Regions from separate parts of the Zea mays genome. Here regions 1 and 2 are each linked to region 3. The links are chromatin contacts, called in public Hi-C maps. All regions are on one chromosome and are shown on one strand. Each heading gives the region's core, a stretch centred on a gene start, on an enhancer-like site or on the middle of the called end of the contact. The rest is flanking DNA. Distances are from core to core; before and after follow the strand shown.

Region 1 (3,401 bases), core at 582-3,081, 220 kb before region 3:
TCACCACAGAATTAAGACCCCCCCAATAATTTCAGATCTGGAGGTCAGACCCATGGATTTCATGAAACCTCAAGAGGTGCTCTAAAAATGCTCTAAAAACTCATGGATTCATGTATCCGCTATGCCACTGGTTATGCAGAAATAATGGTTTGTTCTTTCTTCTTCTCACTTCTTTCCCGTCGCCGCAAGGCCATCTTAGCTGCGCCGTACTGCCCCGACCTTGCCGCGACACGTGGCCCTCCCCTCCAATGGACGCCGAGTTGACGTGTGGACGCTGTCACTCCTCGTCGAGACCCTCCTCCCTCCCGTGCCATGCCGCCGTAGGGGCTCATGCCCCTCCCGTCCCGTGCCGTGCCGTGCCGCCATGCAGTTGCTGGCTGCTGCCGCTCCCTGTCGCGCCGCACACAGACAGGACGAAGATGCAACTTTTTTTTTTTAATTTTGGCTTCTTGTTATGTTTTTATAATTACACGTGGATCCATGTCAGAGACTCAGCTCATATGTAGTTTGGTAAGAACCTAGATCTACCGTGAAGTTGCTCCATGGTTGATCTGATGCTTCATATGTAGTTTTGACATGGAGTTGGACTCAGCTCTATTGGAGTCAACTAATTATATAGATATTTCAATAATAGAAAGTAAAAAAGATTGAACTATCAAAATGTTTTATCTTCTATCATCCAGAAACTGAAAGAATCACATCAAACAAGGCTTAGCATATGTACCGACGCAGAGTTTTATAATACAAATGAACACAAAACAATCACGAGGAAAAAATATTGACTGACTGAATAAATGACACCAAGAACATTTTCAGAAAAAGGAGCAGGAAAGAGACCAATTTTGGATTGTTTGTCGCCATTTCCACAAGCGTCTCATCCAAAAAAAATTACAGAATACACCCAAATAGTTCAATCAGTAAAACTGAGGTATTTATGGTTTCCATTATTTAGTTGGACTGGAAACTAGTAAAGTCGCACAGCCAAATAGCCCTAAACTTTAGCAGCTTTTTTTAGCTACTTTTAGTCATTTGTAATCTAAACAGGAGAGTTAACGGTGGTAATTGAAGCTAAACTTTAACACTTCAATTCATATAGCTAAAGCTAAGACCCTGTTTCAATCTCACGGGATAAACTTTAGCTTCCTGCTAAACTTTAGCACTTTAGCTATATGAATTGAAGTGCTAAAGTTTAGCTTCAATTACCACCGTTAGCTCTCCTGTTTAGATTACAAATAGCTAAAAGTAGCTAAAAAGAAGCTGCTAAAGTTTGGAACAGGGCCTAAGTACGAAGCAGACGACCAAAAAAATGTTACGTAGAGAAAGTTTTTGCTACCAATAAACAGCAGATTGAGCGTATAATTACATAAAAGAACAGGCAGAACCCATCAAAGTCTCTCTAACCTTTGGTTCGCACATCCATAGTTCAAAGAACTAAAAACAAACAAACAAACAAACAAACAAAAAAGAACTAACCATCTTGCGGGTCGGTCTTGGCGGAGGCGGTTGTTGATCCGGCAGCGAACAAAAGCAGCAGCAACAAGAGCTGCCCCTTGCGCATCTTCTCCCTCCACGGTCCACGGCTGCAGCCTGCAGGAGAGAGCCCTTACCCTGCTCCGCTCCGGTCTTTGGATGCGTTCGTGTTCTCCTCCCCAAACCTCTCCACCTCGCAAAAAAAGAAGGCTGTGCAGCAACCAGGGAAGAAGTCTCCGGGATGGGGGGAGGAAAAGGCTGAGAAGCGAAGGCCGCCGATGCAGAACTAGAAGCGGTCCGCGGTCGTGCCTGAAACAGGACAGGAGTAGCTTAGCTTCCTTCCTGAACTCTTTTCGCTTGTATAATACTCGGTCCAAGTGGCTGACATTTATATTTATTTATAATATAATAATATCCAGTAGGGAACCTCTCCTGTTCTTCTCATAAGCGTGCCGACGATTGCTGTCAGGTGTGTGGTTGGCCTCTAGTTTGTTAAGTTTGACAGACTTGACTTGTCATTAACTTATTGTTATGCTGTAGGTAAGTTGTGTTAGTTTTTTCGACAGAAAATCTTTGTTCACCGTCATAATTGTTACGTGTTCTACTTTTGTTTCACTTTATTATAAACGTTATAGACTTATTTTTATGTTAGTTGACCTTTATTATAAATATGCGACTTGGATTTGTTCCTCGCATTTTCTCTGACAACAATAATTTATCCAAGTTTACATATAGTAAATTATGTCTATGGCAGTAATGATTTATCGACGGTTGGAGGTAAGTGGTAACAACAAACTATATGATGCTAGCTAAACGTAGGAACCAGTGTTTTTTTTCTTCCAAAAGGATATCAGTGCTTCTTTTTATTTCGTTTCCAGCACAAAATATCAGAGCAGTCGTTGTCCATTATTAAGAAATAAGTTAGACCTGCAAACCGATTTGTTTTTAAGTGCAGTTCCACGAATCCTGTTCAATCGAAAGCAACGTTGAACCAATCTGTATGTGTAACTTGCAGTTTTTCTTCTTGCAATTTGTACAACCTCACTATTACGCAAACTGATGTCTCGGACTAACATTGTGCTGCGAAAATAAGTAGCATTCATTTTTTTAATGGCAACCGATATTTTATTCATCTCTCATCAAATAAAAGGAACTCATCATGCTATTGGCCTCAACTACCACTTTTTAGGGATCTTTCTCACCATACTCATCTAGAGGACCTTTCAAATATATATCTATACCACATTATCACTATACAATCCATCAATTTAAACGTTGTAAAACCTACCCAATTAATCAAATCACTCACACACATAACCTCCACTAAATTTATCAAACGAATTTCACACAAACTTAACACATCATCAAAACCAAGATTTAGATTGCTGAATAACCCCCTCACCCTTACTTAATCAAATCCAATATACAATATTGTTTGGACTATCCCTCTTCACGACCCCGCCGCCCCAGCCTCCCCCCTCCCCCCGTGTCCCCACCGCCCCCTCACCCTCACATGTGTCGTCACTGTCACTGTCCACCCCTCAACTCGCACTGTCGCCGCCGTCGACCCCTCTCCTCTCCCCGTGATCGTCGAGCTATATGCTAGTAAGTATTAGGCTATCTCCAACAGCTTACTCATCCCGATACCCATATTTAAACTCCACTCTACGAACAGTGCAATCTACAATGCAAAAACAGTGTTTTGATTGAGCATATGGGTGAACTGCTGGACACGGTCTTATAGACGATAAAGTGCATACAATTGTAGCAACTTTCTTAATAATCACAAAAATAATATTGTGTTTTTTTCAAAATTATTGGCCATTTCAATTTTTTAGAATCAAAATATCTTAGATTTTGCATAATTAATATAATAAAACAATAACATTTATGATAACAAATAAATATGGTTGATTATTCACTAATTATAT
Region 2 (3,345 bases), core at 518-3,017, 160 kb before region 3:
CTCTATTCTGGATCCACCCATGCCCACAGTGTAATCATATGATCAAAGAAGCTTCAGCATCTCACCAGAGAGCGACCAGACAGCGTCATTGTTGATGTTCTTGCAGTCCGCCAACTTCAGAACCCTAAGGTACCTGAAGGAGCCAAGGTATGCCAACCACTCGGAATTCACAGAAAGAAATCCACTCAGATCAACCTCCTCTACTGACCGGCCAAACACCCTACACACGACGGGAGACATGATTCAGCCATGAACTAACATGAGGAACAATAGCAAACCCCATAAAAGTGTTACATTTTTTAACAGGTATATATTATCCATATAAATGAGTAAAGAAAGTTGTTTAATATGAATGCTACATTAGTACAGCGCAACTTGCCATACAAGGTCACGGCCCCATCATACAAATGCTAATCCACATGATTGGTATATCTGTTGAGCTACATGGTGCTACAAGATGCAATTTGGGTTGGGTAGTTTGGGCGACAGAAGCTTAGTTGGTAGGGCTGGAGCCACAAACAATAGTAGAAGAACCGCACTCCCCTCCAATTGGTGAGTGTGGAGGAGAAGCAGCCTTCAACTTGTGGTGCATCTACCCTCTGTACATGCTGTAAGGGTCAGCGTTCTAGACAATACACGGGTGTTGAAAGAACCTTGTGGAGGGGAAGCCAGTGCGCTGAGTTCTTCTGAGAAATCAAGTCCTCTATGGCAAGTGAAATGAAAGGTTTCAATTACTATTCTTTTGTATGTTTCTGAGTGCTTGTTACTTCAAAAGGTGTGACCACATAAAAGAATTCATAATACAGGATACCCAGGTTCCATATGTCAACATTCGTGATCATGCACTCACATAGTCCTGTTGAAGATGCCGGACCAGCCAAAGTTAGCAATTTTAAGTTGACCAAAGGCTCCAACCAAAGATTTTCTAGTTTGATGTCCTGATAGATAACATGCTTCCCACTAAGGTAGATCAGACCTCTAGCCATGCTGAAAGGCTCTTCCAGAAATGCTTGCATCTTGTCAACTCCTTGTATAGTTCACCCTTGGCAGCATATTCCAGGATTAGGTAAACCCCGGTGTGGTTATAGAAGTACACATACAGGCGAAGAACATTGGGAGCAGATGTTGGACCTGAGATTGTTTGAGCTGGCCCTTGAAAAGAACTTTCAAAGCCACAATCTGACTACTATTATTTTCTCTACCTAGAAAACCATGTCTAAAATTGGCCACTACAAAGAATTTCCCAACCTCGAAATCAGACCGTACCCCCCGCTTCTCGATCGCATGGGAAGCCTTGTCCGCTTCCGCGACTCTGTGGTGATCGCCATGGCTGGAAGAGCGGCGCGGAGAGGGAGGGAGCGTGGGTAGAGATGGGGGACTGGAAGCGGCGAGGCAAAAAATGGAGGAAAAAAAACCATAGCTCCCTATCGGGGCGTCGAGCATCTTTACTTCGCAGCACGAGGACGAGTTTAGAAAGCGGTGCAGCAGGCTTACTCGAGGAGGGAGGGGAAGAGAAGGCGACGCGCAGCTAGGCGGCGTAAGAGCGCGTCGGCGAGCGGGGCCGGGAGGCGCTCCAGGGAGCGGCGCTGCCGGCGCCAGGCCTCCACAGTGGCGGGACCGCGCGCTGCCGCGTCGATGCAGCGGTCCACAAGCCGCGACCCGCCACCAGTGGCGGAGCCGAAGGCGGCGGCTGCCATGGGCGTGATTGGAACGGGAGATCGAGCCGTGACCGGAGGCCAGAGGGAGGAGGAGGAAACGATGGGATGGGATCCAAAATCGCAAACTCGTCAAGCGACCGTCAGCAACTCAGCATGACGATAGAATTGGAATTTTTTTTACTCCAAACAATATTGCCATAGGTAACGTTGACTTACTAAAAATAGTAAAAATCGGACTCAAAACATGTTACTCCTTAATATTCCCTCTACTACCTCCATTTCTTTTTATTTGATGCTGGATAATATAATTTTACACTAAAAATATCAAATAAAAAAACTTTTGCTAAACTTTAACAACTATTTAGACAGCTGATTGGATAAAAAAAAGCTTTTACTAAAGTTTAGCATTTGGATTAAAAAACTTTTGTCAAATAAAAAAGTCAAACTTTTGCTAAAGTTTAACACCCGTTAAAATTTAGCATGTGCTAAACTTTTGCTGAACTTTAATAGTTGTTTAGATAAAATGCTAAATTTTAACACTTGCGGTCCACGAGAAGCATGCAGCCAATAGTGAGGGATAGAGAAAGTGGTATTCAATGCAAAATGAGGTTGGGACCACTTTTAACATAGTTTAGCATCTTTTGTGTAGCTAAAGTGATAATAAATGCTAAAGTTTATTATAACAGTTTTAGCCACCCTATTTGTTTCTTTAGTAGCTAAACTTTAGTAAAAGTGCAGTGATAAAGTTTAGCAAGTTGAAACAAATGGTCCCTTATATATGTGTGTCTAGAATCATTGGTATTCATTTGAATATGGACACACAAAAATAAAAAATCAGGACGGATAATATATTTAAACAGAGAGAGTATTATTTTTGGATATTTTATGCTTCTTCACGGACATACATACAAAAGACAGAAGTGCACGGAAAAGTAAAAAATGTTCAAAATAGCATTAAAACCAAAGGTAACATAAAGCATATTATTTGGAGCATAGAAATCTCATTTTCTCCGGCATGACGATGTGGGACTCGGAGAATAGGTTTGCGAAGGGAGGTACACTTGTAGCTACAATTATTCGAATGACTAGGCATCTAAAGTATTTTTGTTCTTTTATTTAAACAAGTATCGTATTTTTATGAAATATTTTGGGTTTTTAAAATATAATGTGTAAAGACCTTTAATTTTGAAATTTATGGGATTTTGAAACCAGTCTTAGAGTTCCGAAAACTTCACTTCTAAACCATTATTTTTGCACGGATGCAAAACTAAAGTTGCTTAATTTTTGAGTTTATGTCCTCGTTTGGAAGACAAATAGTGATTTTATTCTTTGGATACCAATGAGAATATAAGATCAAAGTTTGAACCCTTTAGATACCAAAGCCTAAAATTAGGAGTATGAACTAAATATATTAATATTCTTTTAACGGCTCTAAGATGGCATTCTTTGTGATCGGCTTGGAATCCTGCACACATGCATACAGAAAGTATAATATCTAGTCTAGGTGCACATCAATAGAGTAAAGAGCCAACCGTATATCGATATACCTTTTGATCAACTGATTTACCTACTATATCAGGGTCGAGACGTTCGTTGGTTCCCATGGGCGTCTTAATGGGTTTGGTGTCCTTCATCCCAAATTTCTTCAAAATGTCTTGAGTGTTCTCCGATTGTGAGATGAAGATGC
Region 3 (3,785 bases), core at 100-2,599:
CTTCAGAAAAGTTGAATTCTAACTTAGATGTACTTCAAACTTCTATATGCTTCACAAAAAAGGTAACCAAATATACCTTCATTAACTTTTTTTGCTAAAATTTATCTTGGGATCCCAGTCCACTGATCCACTCCTAATGGATATCAATAAAAACTATATGAATCCAATATCAGACTTAGCTATGCAAATTATCTGACCAGATACCCAACATCAGACTAATACTGCCCTTCTTATATTCAGACGTGATATTCGGATAAAAAATGTACTCAATATCCGAGAAAATGCCTAGATATTGATCAACGTCCAACCCACCTCGGTCAATTGGACGGCTAGGAAATAGCCCCGTTTACACCCTACGTGTCACTGTTGTGGAATCAACTCGAATTAAGAAATGCTAAGGCAGGACAAAACAATATAACTCCTAGTTCTCAAAGGGTTCGAAGTATTATTCTTAACTTGTCTTCATGAAACACGGGTGGCCAGGTGGAGCTTTGTCCACGTTGTAGAGTATAAATAATTAATCGTTCTTCGAGAACGAGGTCAAAATGCCTAGCTACTTGAATCCCTCTAGCAACATCTCCAGCACTCTTGCCACAAGAACAACCTGAAATCATGCTCTTCAAAAAAGTCTCCCCTAAAATTTAATATTTCATTTCCCATTCCTATTTAGCGAAGTGGAAAAGTTAAGACCTACAGCAGGGGCACACACAGCAGATTGACAGCTCCAAAATTTTCAGTTCACTTGCGTCACCAAACAATATATATACCATCCATGATATCGGATCAAGCTACAACAAACTCTCAATTGAACAACCGGATCGCCTCATAAAGACCCAAATTTCTACAGTAAGATAACTAGATAAGGATATTGCAACGTTGTAGCATTACATTCAAAGGAAATCGACACCATTGCTTACAGCCCGCAAAAACAAAATCAGAAATGCAAGATCAAAATCTCCAAATCTCAGAATCACAAAAACCCTGAGAAGGTGTCAAACCCTAAGATCCCGCACCAGGGTAACACTAAACAACCCTTAGAAGTTAAAACAGAAGAGAAATCGAATGCCGCACCTTTTGTGATCTGCAACGCCGGCGCCGGAGAGGACGGAAAGGACCAGAGCACCCGGAACAAGAGGCCCGCGAGCAGCAGGAACCCGACGGCCTTCACCACGAATGGCCCTACCAGCGCCCACCATTTCCCTAAACCGCGGCTCCACGGCGACGGTGGTGGTCCTGACCACCACATCGGGCTCGAACCCATACTCCAGCGCGAGCGGTGTGGCACTGTGCAGCAAGTAGGGTACTAGCTCGCAAGGAGAGACCGGGAGGGAAGGATGGGGCTCCGCGAGTGTGACCAACAGCGTCCGTGCTTAGGGCAGAAACGGCGACTTGTCGGATCAGTGCTGTCGATGTCGGCGTGGCGTTGGTCTCCGACTCTGCAATTTTGTTTGTGGAGTCAGTGACGAGGGTGCCTGCACGATAAACTGTACAATAACATGGGGCCTTCCACCGACATTCTTTAATGACTAATTGTTCTAAATGAATAACTGTGCCTACAACGTCCTAACAATTCACATAAAGTTAGTTAAATTTAAATAATTTAAAGGATTTCAATGGTACAAGTATGAACTATATAAAAAGATTGGTCGTTATCTATAAACGTATTTGTGAGATTGTTGGACCACCTTATAAATAGCATAAGGTGTTTAGGATACGGAGGCAATTGAATTGGCATGTGGCTCCACATTAGTATGTGTTGTCACTGTCAATTCTAGACTATGTCTAAAATTTTAAATAAAAGTAAGAAGTAGAAGTATTTTTTTAATAATTTTAGATATTTCAACCAAAGTTGCTTCAGGGGTGCTACCAATGTTTTCTAGCTTAGTAGTTAGCTTATTATTATGTATGCTAAGAATTGCCAATTTTCCTAACAAGTTTTCAATGGCTTCTTGAGAGCTAGCTAACTTAGCCTTAAGTTTTTCATTCTTTTTAATAAGGCCATCATTGGTAGCTAAGGATGGAGCACTAGACTCTAATTGCTCAATTTTAGTGGATAGCTCACAATTCAAATTTTGCAAATGTTTCAAAATTTTCTAGTAAACATTTATAATCATTTTGAGAGCTAATAAACTTATTTTTTAAAGTTTTAAGTTGAGCCTTTTGTTTAGTGCATACATCCTGAAAAAATCACGGCTTCCGCAAGCTCATCTGCGGAGGGCTTTCTCTCACCTTCATCATCACTACTGGTATCATCACTAGAGGATGGAATACTCATTTTACCTCTTGCCATAAGGCACTTGTGTGATGATCGTGATGAGGATCGGTGGCTGCGTGTCCTTAGAGGTTCATCTTCGCTTGAAGAGTCATCCAAAGTTTTGACACTTGTAAGCGCATTGCCTTTGCTCCACCCTTTGTGGGTTCGGCCATATGTGGACAGTTGTCCTTGAAATGGCCCTTCTCCCCGCATGCGAAGCATCCTCTCTTTCTTTGCTTTTTCCTGTCAATGTTAAAGAGAAGATCCTCAAAGTGCAAGGGCACACCCATTAGGTTAATATTGCGGATCATCCCCACCTTTCCGACACGTCGGATTGTTTCTTCGTCCTTGGAGGATGATGTTGGTGGTTGATTATCTTCATCATCATCACTTTCTTCTTCCTCCTCTTAATCACTTGAGGAACTTGGAGCGGGAGCCTTCTTCTTTCCTTTACTCTTTTCATCACATGCAAAAGCATATGGTCTTGAAGAAGTTGGCTCCTCTTGTCGACCCTTTTTCGCGACATCCCAAATGCCGCAATTTTTCCAATCACAATGGTCGGAGTCATTTGACTCAAGTCCTCCATGCTGTGAAGAATGGTGATGATACTCCCATATCTTTGTTGTGGTAGTAGGGAGATAATCTTCCTCACAATGTCCGCATCACATAGCTTATTAATTCCAATAGAATTGAACTCATTGATGATTAGATTTCAACGAGAATACATATCTATAACAAGCTCATTATCCTTCATAGCAAAAGAATTATACTCGTTTAAGACTAGGCAATGTTTTTGCTCACGGACAATTGATGTGTCGTCATGGAGCTCATGCAATTTTAGCCAAATCTCATTAACAGTTTTTAATGTAAAAACTTGATTAAAAATATCCATGCTAAGAGATTCAAACAAGAAATTTTTGACTCTAGCATTTAAATGAATTTCTTTTTCCTCACTCGTGGTGGGTTTCTCGGGATTCTTGGGTGGTTTCATCCCATCACGAGTGAATCTCCAAACACCTAGATCAACGACCTCTAGGTAACAAGCCATTCTAGCACTATAATATGGGAAGTTAGTGTCGTCGAAGTGTGGTGTCCTATGGGTATCCATCTCCTTTCTCTAAAAAGTGTCGGCTCTTTTAGCGGTGAAGCTAAAGCGTTTAGAGAGTGACTGTTCACTGTCCGGTGCACCACCAGTGCGCTGGCTAACAGCCCTCTTCATGAATTTCTTCGCTGATTCTTTGGGCTTCTTTTGTTCTTGAGTCTTGGACTTCTAAGCTCTTTTTATGTCTTCTTTTGAGGTGTTGCATCCTCAATGTCTTAGTCCAATCCTCTTCGCATCCTGTGAACTATAAACATAAACACTAGAAAGACATTAGTCCACAAGTTATGTTGATCATCAAACACCAAAACCTTTTGAGCCAAATGGCCCAGGGTCCATTTTCCTTAAAAATATATAAGGGTATTTCAACATTAATTAATAGTTAACTTAGCAGTGAGTGTTTGAACTTCTGGCCAAAAGATTCATTGACTC

The links. A called contact is a pair of places that touch in the nucleus more often than the background predicts.
Region 1: a contact with region 3 is called in a Hi-C map of leaf, with 6 times the contacts expected there. The contact joins the promoter of LOC100192366 here to the promoter of LOC100192464 in region 3. A contact is called at or near these places in 3 of 25 Hi-C or Micro-C datasets (bundle sheath, leaf and tassel).
Region 2: a contact with region 3 is called in a Hi-C map of leaf, with 6 times the contacts expected there. The contact joins the promoter of LOC100502358 here to the promoter of LOC100192464 in region 3. A contact is called at or near these places in 10 of 25 Hi-C or Micro-C datasets (bundle sheath, ear, endosperm and 5 more).

The regions. Positions count from the first base shown.
Region 1 is chr8:115,435,865-115,439,265 of Zm-B73-REFERENCE-NAM-5.0, reverse strand. It overlaps LOC100192366 (putative leucine-rich repeat receptor-like protein kinase family protein), which reads right to left and starts at 1,831. Exons shown (of 19, transcript NM_001137546.2): 1 at 1,474-1,831. The coding sequence starts at 1,558.
Region 2 is chr8:115,373,970-115,377,314 of Zm-B73-REFERENCE-NAM-5.0, reverse strand. LOC100502358 (Leucine-rich repeat (LRR) family protein) reads right to left here and starts at 1,767. Exons shown (of 6, transcript NM_001196836.1): 1 at 1,495-1,767; 2 at 66-220. The coding sequence starts at 1,697.
Region 3 is chr8:115,211,667-115,215,451 of Zm-B73-REFERENCE-NAM-5.0, reverse strand. It overlaps LOC100192464, which reads right to left and starts at 1,349. Exons shown (of 3, transcript NM_001358394.1): 1 at 1,072-1,349. The coding sequence starts at 1,261.